Regions from separate parts of the Zea mays genome. Here region 1 is linked to region 2. Evidence: chromatin contacts called from public Hi-C data. All regions are on one chromosome and are shown on one strand. The core of a region is the stretch at or near the end of the contact, and the rest is flanking DNA. Distances in the headings are between cores, read along the strand shown. Region 1 holds the start of LOC100282466. Region 2 holds the start of LOC100277398.

Region 1 (7,441 bases), core at 3,642-6,141, 260 kb after region 2:
ATGTGTCTCCTTACAAACTCAAGCATCGTGACGTATTTTCGTTTTGATGAACCAACATCGTCATCACCAAAGTACCTAATACCAAGATGGAAGCCATGTTTCACCGTAAGGAAACAACAATGGGTATTGCAAAGGCATGTATGCTGGATGCAAGCATGAAACACGTTTGAGGCCGCACTCTCTATCATGCACAAGAACATCATATGTGTATTCCCCGATCGTGTAGTCGCCAACAATAATGGCAGCAATCTCACCATTTGAGGGTAGGTTGTATTGTACATCATGGCGTGTGTTACAGCCTAACAATCTGAGTGTTATCTTTTGATCACCCTCGTGCTCAAGGCGTTCTCTCGCGCATCGGAACGCTTTGACAAGCGAGTTGTTTTCATTCAACATATCGAGCAGTGACGACACCATTTCAGGGTCTGGCTGGCCAGCAGCACCATCATCGGTCTCAAAAATGCCTAGCCTATTCTGGGTCTCATGCTCCGTGTCATATGTGTACAGTTGGGCAAATTTTGGTTGTGTCCCACGCTGTGGAAGTAGGGTGCCAATCCTATGGTGCACCACCCCATTAATTTTGAAAACATAAGGTGTAGTGTCGTTATTTATCGTTTTGTCGATAGCTGCACCGAAAGAGGTGAATGCAAACAATGAATTGTACGGCCGGATAAGCCTCAAGAAACGCCTCGAGCGAGTACCTCCATCAAATTTCAAAAGATCAGCAAGCAAAGGCGGCGGACGTTCAAATGGTTTTAGGTTCACCTTCCCTCCTTTGCAGCAAAGGTTGTACACAATTTTCCTCTAGGTGGAGAAGGAATCGTTTTTGACACGCTCTTGGAACCAGAAAACAACATGGCAATATGGGCATATGTGTTCAGGTCCACCGTAGTATGACCTCTCAGGGTAGGCATCTACATAGGAAGAAGAGAAAGGGTAGCATATCAACAAAGTAGGAAGAATGTTACCAGAAATGTTGGGCATAATACATACCTTTTAGAGCATCTACGTATGACTTGTCCAAAGGAAGCGTGGTTGACAATGGCTGGTCAGTTACCATGTGACGTACTCTATTGCGTCGGTGTAGCCTATTGGATGTGGCAAGCGCTGAAGGGAACGACATTATAGATCTACTACCTGTGATGACATAAGTATCACTAACACCATATTTTTTTGCTGCAGTAATGGCTGCCCAAACACGGTTGTACGCACGTGTTCCTTGTAGCGTAGGTATCGGCTGGTTAGAAGGTCCCGGAAGGTTAGACGGGGCTATTTCGTCTTCACCATCCATAATGCGATGGCCATCAGCTGTCTCAAAGACCGGGCAATCTAAAGAGGTTGCATATTTTTTGGCCCGCAAGAGAAGCATAAAAAATTAGGATGGGTATCGGCCGTTGCGCGCATAAACAAAGAAGCGATACTATGAGCACTAACCCTGCGCAACTGCACCGTGCCTCAGGCGCTTCGGGTCATGGCGAGAATCAGGCATAGCACTATATATCGCATAGCATGGAAGAACATCACGTAACATTGGTGAAAAATTGGTTTGTAACAAACAACACATAAAAAACAGGGCAGGCGCTTAGGCACACAAACTAACCGACGATTGGAAATGCAAAATGGCGAGGGGTCTTCTCCAAGTTGTGATAAAATTCCCCCAAGCAGCAAGCACGCAAGCACCCAAATCACTGGGAAAAAAACCATAAGAATTAGCGAACCAGCAACGACATATCTCTGCACATAAGTAGAGAGAAACATTTACGCATCTCCTAGAAGACAACTTTGTAAAAACAAGAAAATTAACATGACGTCACTATTCAAATAATACCAGACTATTCAGATTGATACCTATCAGACAGATTTTTGGTCGAACTATTCTCCTTAATCCAAACTTCAGCAATACCACACAACACAAAAGTGCTCTTGAACAATAGTAGAAATGGCTAGGTGCTTTTGACGCAACCGTCAAACAACTCCAAGCTTGGCTAGGTGATTTTGATGCAATCTGTTGGGTAACTTTTTCCTATTGGTTCGCCATAAGAAAATATAGTGTAGCTAAAAGGAGAACGACATAAAAAACAAGAGCACATTAAAAAACAACAAGAGATTAATTCAGTCTTCAGGTTGGTAAACAAATGAACACAATTCAGACTTCCTAGTAGTGTTAAGACTCAAGAGACCTCATGGTCACCTTTTCTCTATTCAATGGATTATTGCATTCAGTGTCGTTTATATTTTTTAGGGAGACACAATAACATGTATGATTTGCATATTGCAGTACAAACGCAAGTACCTATTGTTCCTCCTAGGTTGGTCTAGTTTTTTTAGATTAGAAGAACAGAGTTGAAACAGCTACAAGTACCTTAGGCTGAGGGCATCATGGTCAGCTGGCTGTTAACAATAGAGTATACCAGATTTGCATTAAGATAAATAGAAAGCATGGAGTACAATAATGAAAGCTACAGGCAGTTCTTGGACTTTAGCAGGACCTACCTATAGATGTTCAGATACTTACAGTTTCTGAACATACATATATGTTGACCTATTTGAGACTCCAGTCCCGAGATCCGAATGTAACCCATTGGTAATGCGTTCCATTTGGGACAGCCCCAGCAGCGAAACATCGAATCTGAATCTAGATTCTAGCATAAAGCACTGGTGTGAACCTGGACAGAAAGTTCCGGGGCCAACCTGATGCAAGGCGCTGCTTCCCTTGTTGGGATGAGCCTGCTTTCAAGGTTTGCTGCTTTGATTTTTTTTCTCAAATCCTTTTGTTCTTTTAGGCACAAAGATATGAGTGCTTTTATTTGCATTACATGAAGAGGTAGAACCTTTTGTGTGGCTTACGGAGAGGGCATCATTCAAGCTTCACACTTTGTTTTCTGTCTACTCCCTTTGATTTTTTGGTGGTCTTATGTTTGCTTCTGCTTCTACTGCATTAGAGTCTTGCGTGCTAATTGTGAACAAGTTCAATTAATGGCTTCAGTCCCTTTGATCTCGTGTGAGATTTGTTATCTCGTGTGTTAATGATTATCTAATTGTGATCTCGTGTGTTAATGATAAAACAAAACAAGGGTTTTATTCTCTACATGGACATATCTGTTCTCATGCACATTGAGATTCTTTGTAGTTGTCTGTTCTTGGATCATGCAATGATTATCTAACCTCAGTCCCTTTGATCTCGTGTGAGATTTGTTTATGCAACCATATAAATTATGATTACATTTATATCACTTACATTTGATTTCTACTTCACAGAGCATAGCATTTATGCACATAATATCACTGGCATGGAAGCATATCAATTTCTGAGATATGTGCCAGCCTTTTGATTTCTCGATTGTCTATCACACTCTGAAGTCATAATTCATGCATGTTAGAAGACTGTACCTATAATCTAGTAGTCTAGAACCTCTCTCACATACTCCTCTGTCCATATATAAAAGTATTTTTCCACCTTATGGTTGGTGTTTTCTATCTCTTTAGTTCTTGTCATCAGGAAGGCATACACCAAATGGTTGAGGCCAATGTGTCTAATTTTTTTAAAAATGGTCAGAAATGGGCGACTCTTATGTGTCTAATTCTCAAGGCATACCACTAAACTGTGAAGCCAATCTAAATTATTATTCTGAAGTCATAGCTCCTCAAGACGTGACAGTCTATGGTGCCCTTTGTGCACTTGCTTCTTTTGACCGTTCAGACCTGAAGGTTTGCCTATCAGTACTTATTTTTCTTGTGGAATGTGTTCCATTTTATGCCACTGTTCTCGAAATGTGATTGCTTGCGCATTTTTCATAGAGCAAAGTCATTGACAATATGAACTTTCGTAACTTTCTGGAGCTGGTGCCTGAAGTAAGGGAGCTGGTTAATGATTTTTATGCAAGGTATAATGCTATCAGAATAGCCTTGTGTATCATTGACAATCGCTATCTTATCAGGGTTGTTGATTATTGCACTTATCTCGTGGTAAACAGTGCAGCCGTGTATGTTCTGTTAAATTAATGGATTGTAGCACATTTTAGATATGTTTCTATTTCATTCCTGTATAGCATAATAAATTTCGTTTCGGTTCTTCTCTTTAATTGCAGAGATCAGTATTAACTTTTGGGTATTCAGAAATATCTTAGTTGGATTACAAATTATACTGCAAAGTACAACTATCTAATCTCACCAAAGTCCAAAGTACCACTAAACTGCTAAGTGCGCCACTAATCTAACCTCTGCAGTACACCAGAGATAAACCAAACCACGTGTGTTCCAGGAAGCAAAGAAGAACGCACACTAAGCAGAGGACTAAGATGCGGAAGCAAGCGTAGTTAGCCAAACAAACCTACGACCACGACCGCCTCCACCCGAGCTAGGTCACGAACGGCATCAGTGCAACAGGCAATCCCAGCGGCGTCGGCAAGAAATCAGATCTGGAAGACAAGGAAGACGGAGGAAGGAGATCCGAAAAATGCGAGGCAGAGACGGGGAAGACGAGGAAGGAGGTAAGAATAACAAAAATGGATGCTAGGTACCAACCTTATGGCCGTCCGGAGGAGGACTGTGAGGATGCCCATGCCGCGGCACTGCTGCGACGTGCCCTCACTGTGGAGCACTGCTTCGGCGGGCTCAGCGAGGAGACGCATCGGAAGCCGCCGCGCGACGGCCCAAATCCTCTCCCGAAGCCGCTGCACGTGGGTCCGCGCGTGACCTGGGACCGGCACAGCAGCGGCAGCAGCTCCCGAAGCCGCTACACGTGGGTCCGCGCGTGACCTGGGACCGGGGCACGGGGACGATTCGTGGACGACGCAGCAGACCTCGCTGAACACGAACGGGCGTGGCGACCGCCCATGCCGAAAACGTACGTGGCGAGCGCCCATGCCGAAAACGTACGTAACCCGCCAAACGCGGGCGTGCGAGCAAACGGCTTCAGGTTTTAAGACTTTAGATTCAGCCTTGTTACAGGCCCACAAAAAATTAGGGAGTTTTCTTCTCCCGTCCACCTTGCGTGCTCGCGCGCGAGCTCTCGTGGCGCAGCCACAACTAGGCGACCGCCGCCGCCCCTACGCCACGTGCTCGAGTCTAGCCTCGTCGATTGCTTCCCCAGGTATTCCTCGCCCCCCTCGCCGTCGAGCGCCCCCCCCTTCCACGCCAAATCGAGCACTCGAACCTAACTTAATCTGTTTGGCTAGGGTATCTGTATTCGGATCTGATCTAATTACGAGCTTTTATATGTATTAGTTATACCTAATGAAATTCGTTTTCTTGGCAAAAGTTGGGTGTAGACATATGCTTTACTGGGTACGACCCTGAGGCAGGGGATTAAGGCCCGTTCCATTAGTCCTAGAACTAAAGTTTAATCCAGAGATTAAACTTTAGTCCCTACCCTGATTGGTTAGAGGGACTAAACATATTCTCAACACATTAAATGCAGTATACAAAAACTGAAATACCCTTACCTTGTTTGTTGTGTGCGGCGTCGATGGAAAAAGTGAGGGCAACAAGTGGAAAAAATGCCCTTCAGTCCCTTTTAGCACCTCTTTGAGGGACTAGAGACTAAAGCCAATTAGTCTCTACTTTAGTCCTTATGTTTGGCAAAAAAGAGACTAAATGAGACTAAAAACTAGAGACTAATCTTTAGTTCCTCTAACCAAACGGGGCTTAAAGCTGACTCCAGCGGACCCTGCAAATGGCCGTGCAAAATACTCTTTTGTACTGAGTGGAGTTTGAAATAGGGAGTGCGATAGGAGGTTTTAAATAGGTAATCTGCTGGAGCCACCTTAGTTTTTTCTAGAAAAATACTAACAACCACATTTGTTATGTTGTGTGATGAGTGATGACATATCTCAACTATTGTTATTGACACTGCTGATGCGATTTTACTTATATTACTTCTCATGAGGATGCAATGGTTTAATTAACCGCGCCATCAAAGGAATGAAATCACATGCTATCACATTCTCAATAGCTTTGTCATGTTTCAAGATTTCAAATGCTGGGTGCCAAGCTGATGCCGACGTTATTGTGGATTTCAGAATGAAGATGTTCTTATTTTTGTTTGTTCTTGTATTTTGCAGTTTAATTGATCTACAAGCTTCAGAACATGTTCAAGAATACATTTCAGTCTGGGTTCCTGTCCATTCTTTATAGCCTCGGGTACATAGTGTGATAATCCCATATTAGTCTCCTTTTGCTATCATGTGACCTTGATCAAGATATATCATGCATTTCTGTTGTGATTTGTTCAGGACCAAGCCATTGCAGATATGGGATAAGGAAGGTTTGCCATCTTCTTGATGTGTCCTCTTTAATGCTCAAATACTGATTTCCTTTGTTCCATTTTGTTCTGCTGAGTGCTGACACGAAATAAGAGCATCGATTAATTTGGTTAGGATTCGAGCTTTCAGTTGCTAAAGCATTATCTGCTTCTGATGCTGCCTTTCTTAACTTTTGTTTACTTTGTGTGTGGGATAGATTATGAAAATTGAAAAACATGAACTTCATCAGCTAGAATATCATTGGATAATTGGATTGTTATTGATCGTTGGCTTCCAGCAGCAATGTTAAATCTTCATGAAATATTTGACATGAAAGTGTAAACTTGTCCATCAGCACATACACTGCAACCTGCTAGTTTAGCTTTTTCTGGGACCTAAACAATAAATACATATGTGCTTCATTCTCACGAACCTGTGTCAAATGTACCATTTCCGTTTCTTAATGTTTTATCCGTTTGCAGTTGTGAATGGGCACATTAAACGACCCCAAGATGAAGATATCCAATCTAATGTACTTGAAATTGTTGGAACAAATGTACAGTCAACTTACATCACATGCCCAGCTGATCCTTCTGCTACTCTTGGGATTAAGCTTCCATTTCTGGCTATTATTGTGAAAAATCTTAAGAAATACTTCACGTTTGAGATCCAAGTTCTGGATGACAAGAATGTCCGACGTCGATTTCGAGCATCAAATTTTCAAGTGTGTAAGAGCTGCTGATCATTCCATTTTTTGAAGAAGTAAATTGTGTGCCTTACTTATATGATAGATTTGATTATGCTTCATCAATGGCCCCTTATCATTTTCTTTTCCTTTCTAACTTCAGTTTTGTTGATCCTTTCTGTTAAACACCACCTGCTATCCATAAATAGTATTTCACATGAACACATAGATCATAGCAAAAAAAATGGTGGAATTGTATGAGGTTCTAGGATGAACAATTGATGCCTGCAATTTTATTTCAAACTTCAGAACATATATTGTAATAAAAAATAATAACAATAGAAATATGGAATTGCCTAAGCAGGAAAAAGACTCGCCACGATGAGCTCTCCCCCTCCCTCTCCCAGCCCCTCTCCCTCTCCCTACCCCGCCCAGCCGTCTCCCCCTCACACCTCCACCTCCACCAGCCTCTCGCCGAAATCCACTCCGGACCCGTCGACCAACTCCTCGGCCC
Region 2 (6,756 bases), core at 1,036-3,535:
TTCACATCTTGAGAACATGCGACAATCTCAGGTCTAAGGATACAGTATTCATGTTGCAAAAAGAGAACTATATTATAATATCTCACGTTGGGTCGGTCCAGCCTCATGTCATACATGCGCCCACATTATTAGTTTAACATCTCCATGTTCATGACTTGTGAAATGTAGTCATCAACTAATACATGTGCTAGTCATCGACTCTGACTAGGGACATCATTTAGAATAACCATATAAGTAAAGAATCTCACAAACAATTAATATAATTGCTAATCAATACAAGGTGCCTTACATGGATATTCAATTAAGCAATATATATATAGATAAAAAAATATGCTCATCTCTATGATTATCTCTAAGGCATATTTCTAACACATTCTTCATATCTTCTCTCGACTTGAATCCATGCTTTGTTTGCAATGAGATGAGCCAAAATAAATACTTGTGTTGCTGTACTTACAAATTTACAGTTGAGCGATGACCTTCCGTTGACCTCTTTATATATGTGCTTTAAATGGGCTACACGATAGAATCAGCCATCATAATTATTTTGAGGACAATGGTAACAATCGATTTTTTTTTGACAATGCAAGAAAAAAAAATAAGAACAATATAAACAATTGGTATTCTCGAAGTGAACATTTCATGGTTCAAATGTGGGTATTTCTGCATTGGGACCATGAAGTGCTTGGTAGAGAAGCCTGGGCAGTATACTCCTGTAGGGGTCCTCCTCCCTCTTCTCCTTGAGATAGTTGATGCAGCCCTCCACCTCAGATTTGACTTGCAAATAGAGGCGCTGCGCCGCCTCCTTGTCTCGTAGTTCTTTCTCTCTGCCTATTGCAAGCAAGCAAAGCGAATGATTTGTTTTCAACCCAACACCAGGTTCGAGAAACGGTCAAACGCATGCGCATGCGTCGGTATCCAACATAAAAGCTGACACCGAGAGAACGCCTGAAGAGCACAGACTGCTGAGATATGATGTAACGAAATGTTTCTGAACCCGTACCTCTTGTTTCGATAGGCTTCCCAAAGACGAAGTAAAACCGCCCTGGTACCTTGGGAGCGAGCAGTAGGGGGTGCATTCTTTGGTCTTTTACCTCTCCCATGGAATCAGTCCTACGAAACCACAGCTGAATGCGGGGGGGAGGAGGAAAAAAAAACTAAAAAAGACATCTGATTTAGGCAGCAGCGTACCTTAGCCTCAGCCCATCGCGGTTCAAGGCCTCGTCGAGCATGCCATAGAAGGGAACCTTCTGAAGGTCGTTGTAGTCTAACAACAACTGATCGAGATGGTAAACTGAGTAACACTGACCATGATGACGCATCCAAGCGGAACGCCATGCTCTTCAACTGATTGAGATAGCGGAAGCCGGAAGGAAGAAGGCACTACTTACATGGCATATGTCATCCTCTCCCACCACTCCGAATGGTACGATCGTCGCCCCGAACCTGGACGCCATCCTGACGAACTCAGGCTGCTCCGGCCAGAACAACTTGTACTCCTCTCCCTGAAAACAACAGCTGTATTTAAATTATACAGATAACAACATACACAGCAAAAGAAACAAAACCATCGTATACTGCCAAACCACCACCACCACCGCCACCTTCCTGTGAAGCGCTTCCCGCGCACCCCCCGGATACAGCAGCACGAACTCCTTGTCCGCGAGGAGCCTGTAGAAGTTGGCGCCCGTCACCGGCACCGCCCCCATGACGCGGTGCAGGTCGAAGTGCGCCGAGTCGGGCATGAGCCGCTCGGTGCCCCCGTCGAACATGAAGGGGTGCGCCAGGCCCCGGACGTGGACCCCGGTGCCGCTCAGGATGCCCGTCACCATCGGCCCCAGCTCCAACCCCAGGAGCATGTGGTACCCCACCAGCACGGCGGGCCCCTCCCTCGGCAGCCCCGCCAGGCCCCTCACTACCCTCCCGTCGCCCAGCGTCGACAGCATCACCGGTCGGTGACAAGCTTTAGGACCCTGAAAGTTCAGTACTTCAGTAGCGCCTCTGAGAGACTGTTCGGTTCGGAGGCGGGCGGCGGTTGCAGTTTCGTAGAGAGGTTCCTGTACTGTACCGCTTCTAGCTTAGCTTGCCATGGGGCATGGGCGTACGCGTACCTGTCGTGGTCGATAGCTTGCTGCAGCTCGTCTGGGGTAGGAGGTATGTAGTCTGCAACGAAGTCTGTCCTCCTGGTGCGGCGGTAGTACCCGGCTCCCTTGATGGTCGTGGCGAGGTCGAAGCCGGCCTCCTTTTAGGAGTTGTGAGATCGGTGACCAAAGCATCAGACAGACAGACAGACAGACAGACAGAGAGAGAACAGACAGACAGACAGACAGACAGAGAGAGAGAGAGAGAGAGAGAGAGAGAGAGAGAGAGAGAGAGAGAGAGAGAGAGAGAGAGAGAGAGAGAGGGAGAGGGAGAGAGAGAGAGAGGGAGGGAGAGGGAGAGGGAGAGAGGGAGAGAGGGAGAGAGAGAGAGAGAGAGAGAGAGAGAGAGAGAGAGAGAGAGCGCTTTAGCTAACACACCAGTAAGATCTTGTGGCCATTGTCTCTGAAAACACGTGTTCTGCATTTCTCTAGAGCGCCACGGAGTCTCTCGGCCTCTTGGGTGCTTGGCAGCAGCTCATCGTTTCCACTGCCAAAACGGGATACCCAATTCAGACCCAGTCAGTCATAAGCAGGGATTTTTCTTCTTCTTCTTCTTCTTCTTCTTCTTCTTCTTTTCTTTCAAAGTTGATATTTTTTTTCCATGTATGGTTGGCTCTCCATGTTTCAGTTTCAGACTGTTCTTATGAACCCTTTATTACGAGTACGTGAGGCCGGCAGATATGATATGATGTATATGGAAGAATGCTTCTTCCCTCTTTCTCTGCGTGGCTTTCTGCAAGCCTCTTACTTACTTACTTACCTGGCTAGTACCAACGTCTGGGCTTTGACTGCGTGTAAACGGGAGTTGACAAACGATGACGACGCCTTCAACATTTCCAGCTTGCAAACGATGGACTCCTTTGTCAGAACGTCAACCAAAATCTGTAAGAAACAAAAAGAGTCCCGATAAAAGAATTAAGACCATCACGTAGAAAGACTGAAACGCTGCCGTATGCCCAGCAAAATAGCAAGCTCATGCAGATTCGAACTGGGGAAAGGGTAGCACCACTGCACCAGAATATTCACAAAAATGGTCTCCCGGCCGGAACAAACCATAGTAGAAATATCTTCACATGCATGCATGTCCTGACACCTTTTTAGCTCACCGTAAGGGAATCCAACATACTGGATGTGGTCTCTGATAATCTCGGACCAGCTTCTTGTAGAGAGAGGCCACGTCCAACAAAAGCTTCTGGCATCTTCATCAAGTTCCCTAATAAAGTTGTTAAACTATGGTAAGAACTAACTCGGAAGATGCATATCAAAGGATTACACTTTTGATGCTATTTTCAACACTATCCCTAGACATTGTGCTACGTAAAGTAAACAATTGTATATGTTTTTTTTGAAAGGAAGCGAAGAATTATAAGAAGCATATCTGACAGCAAAGGGACGAATGCGTCTTATACACTGAAGAAACAGACAATGCCTGAGTCTCATCCATCTTTTTTTTTGGGCAAAAGTACTTGCCTCCCAAGTAAATCAAAGAAGAATTCCTCAAAAAATAGTTTTTGGTGTACAAACCCTAAGAAAGTAATGTAGAGAAGTAAAAAAAAAGGAAAAGAAAACCTGTCAGAAAATTTAGCAGCTGTGGAGTGGTCAAATGGAAGGGTTCAGGGACCAGATCCAAGAAGGCCGAGAGAGTTTGCAACTGCGACCTGTGGAACGACGTTCCTGCAAGACGAGGCCGGCCCAAGACTCCAGCAGGAGTCAGAAACGAGGAGTCATATCATTCACTCGAAAGTCCAGAGAAACACAATGCTGACCTGGGTTTACTAGGATCAGTACCAGGTCTATGCCTGGGTTTCGCGCAGCCACGGCTAGAGCGACGCACGCTCCTACTGACTCTCCAACAAGGTAGATTGGTCTGTCAGGCGCTCTTGAGCTCTCCGACTTTACTGCCCTCTCCACATACTCGACCAGCCCTGTGCTCCATCAGCGGTTCCAGAGTGGATCTGTCAGTGTGTGGAACTAAACTTGCAGGTACACGTGTGTGTCTCCTCCAATTGTCAGAGGAAAAAAAAGAAGGAATGTACCTGCGAAGGGCGTACCTGCGAAGGGCGTTCGGTCTTCGACTGGTATGTGCAAGCACCACAGATCGAACATCCTGTCCTTTCAGAAAGAAGAGTCATCAACCACATCCAAGCAAGGGGAAAACAAGGCCATGTAAAGTTTTTTCTTTACTTTGCCAATCTCTCGTGGTGCCGCACAAGTCCTAACCCAATCCCGTCGATTCCTGCAAGGACCCAAGAATGTGAATGAGATGAGATTCCTCGGAACATCAACCGAAGTTCCCAGTCTTAGCACCAAAAATGTCCTGGCAGACAGACGGTCCATTGATTAGATAGTCATGGTCGAAAATATGCAATTCAAAACGGCATTTATATATTAGAGCTGTATTCAGTGATCACTCTATTAATTTCAAAATCTGGTGGATTGTATCAGATTTAGTTCTTACTTCGGAAACAAATTGACTTGTGAAATCTATTGTTTCCGAAGGTTACTGGCAGTGCATATGCTTTTGGTTTGTCAATCTTTACCAAAATATTGGGGATATGTTGAGCATAAAAAATGTCCCGTCGGAAGATCCGGACTGTCCGCCGTAGCGGCACGGACCGTCCACGCGAATCAGTTAGGGTTTCGATTTTCTTGCGGGATTTGTTAGCTAAACCTGCGGGATTAACTCGAGGACCGACTTGTAACGGATCTAGACCTTCCCTTTATATAGTCGAAGGGCTACGGCCGATTGAACCCCACAATCGATATAATTAACTCTATTTATCGTTTTTATCTTATGCATTAGGAGTAGCTCTAGTTTAGCCCCTAGTTTAACCTTCCTTTACCACGAATCTCCATCTCTCTTCGTCTCTATGTCGACTAGAGATGTCTTGGGTGGTTTGCCGATGTGAAGACACATCCTAGGATGTCTCCTCCCTGACGGGATCCCTCACAAAAGGCGAGATTTAGGTCTGCTGCGAAGAAGATGACTTTCCACACCATCACGAATCGTCCAGACGTACACAGAGAAGGAGCAGCCGCTGCTGCGCCCAGGTCGTGGACCGTCCGACCCTATGTCACGGCTCATCCGTGCCTCCGTAGAAAGCACTCTCAAATGATTCGTTCCTGTGTTTATCGCATAGATCGGTGCCAACACCAGGTCATTCATCAGTGCCTCTACATCCGTCTGTTGCGCTGTCCATCAAACGGGCAAACACAGCAAAGATGCGTGCACCTGTCCTATTGTTTGTCCATCTGAGAGGAGATGTGCTGTCCTTGCTGCTGCTGCTACACTAGACAGCTTCCATCAGCCACAGAACTGCCACGCGGTAAACTGTTCCAAAATAGCCGTTTTCCTATGCATGCTATTGCTATTGCTATTGCTATGCTAGTGGTGGTGAGAAAGCAACCTTTTTTTTCTCCTAAAAAAATGGTAACCGAAGAAAGCGAGAGAGCAACACATGGGGCACCATATATATATAGACTCCTACGGTTTTGTCAAACCCCCCTCGCTTTGTTTACGTTATCGGCGGCCTGATCTGCAGACGAGCAAGTCGCTTTTATCTTTTTCATCAGTGCTGCGCTGTGCTCTGTTCACAATTGCGCGCAGACACTATTACTATTTATTATTCAGGCTAAACTTGCTATCAGCTGTGCTCTGTCAGAGTTCAGTTGCAAGAAGAAAATTCAAACAGCTAACGCACCGCACATGGGAATGACGACGGAGCGAGACACTTTCTGTCATGTTACCGAGGAAACGGAAACGGTACCGGGCAGGTAGAGCAGCGTGGGCGCGCCGGGGACGCGGCCGCCCCCGCACTCGAGCGGCGAGAACCACCGCGGCGGGCCGCCGTCCTTGTGCCGCGCCATCTCCCGCGCCGCCTCCACGTACTCCTTGACCCCTCGTCTCCTCGCCGCGGCGCCCGAGCTCGAGCTCGGCGGCGGAGGCGTTCCATGCGCGGCGCGGCGACACCGCGTCGTCGTCAGCGGCGGCGACGGCGCCTGCGGACGCGGCGCGGCGCCGAAGAGGAGCGGCCGCCGAGCCCCAGCTGGCGCAGCGACCGGCGCGCCGGTGGTGGCCGGCATGGGCGGCCGGTAGAGAGGCTGGCTGGAAGCTTATTAGCTAGCTAGTAGCAGGCGATCGGCCGCGCGAGCGAGCTCTCGAGCGGCGCAGCAGCTGGCCGGCACAGCGGTGCGCGCGCGCGCGTTGCGTATCGCGGCGTGATTGGGGGAGGGGGCGTAGCGTAGAGAAAGGGAAGCGAGCTAGAGTGTTATGTGCAAAGCGCGCCAAGCGAAAGGTAGACCCGGCCCCCGGGTGTCAGAGAGACACGACCGGTTGATGGATCGTTGAACGGAGGTGATGCACAGATGGTTTGGCATTTGGCAGTATAGACCAGCTGGAGTCAACGACCTCGCAATTAATTAACGTTTATTTTCCCTCAAATCCATCAGCCTTACGTGCTAGCTTGCCTGTTAGGCTTGCTACATAAGTACACGAGTAGCAGTCGAGCAGAGATCCGGGACAACACAACATCGACGCGCACGGAGGCCACACGCCACAGTCTACTGAGAAAGGTAGGTGAGCACTCCAGTTTTGGAGAAGAAAATAATGCTCGCG

Evidence for each region. A called contact is a pair of places that touch in the nucleus more often than the background predicts.
Region 1: a contact with region 2 is called in a Hi-C map of seedling, with 4 times the contacts expected there. The contact joins the promoter of LOC100282466 here to the promoter of LOC100277398 in region 2. A contact is called at or near these places in 8 of 25 Hi-C or Micro-C datasets (bundle sheath, ear, endosperm and 4 more) and 1 of 3 datasets of contacts at active chromatin or transcription factors (leaf).

The regions. Positions count from the first base shown.
Region 1 is chr7:143,669,997-143,677,437 of Zm-B73-REFERENCE-NAM-5.0, forward strand. It overlaps LOC100282466, which reads left to right and starts at 4,892. Exons shown (of 6, transcript NM_001155376.1): 1 at 4,892-5,092; 2 at 6,063-6,141; 3 at 6,234-6,265; 4 at 6,725-6,966. The coding sequence starts at 6,089. It overlaps LOC109940757, which reads right to left and starts at 4,890. Exons shown (of 10, transcript XM_020540925.1): 1 at 4,525-4,890; 2 at 1,601-1,688. The coding sequence starts at 4,865.
Region 2 is chr7:143,407,699-143,414,454 of Zm-B73-REFERENCE-NAM-5.0, forward strand. It overlaps LOC100277398, which reads right to left and starts at 2,286. Exons shown (of 6, transcript NM_001350258.1): 1 at 2,112-2,286; 2 at 1,605-1,973; 3 at 1,392-1,505; 4 at 1,192-1,277; 5 at 1,004-1,113; 6 at 269-831. The coding sequence starts at 2,276. The coding sequence ends at 641. It also overlaps the pseudogene LOC110091766.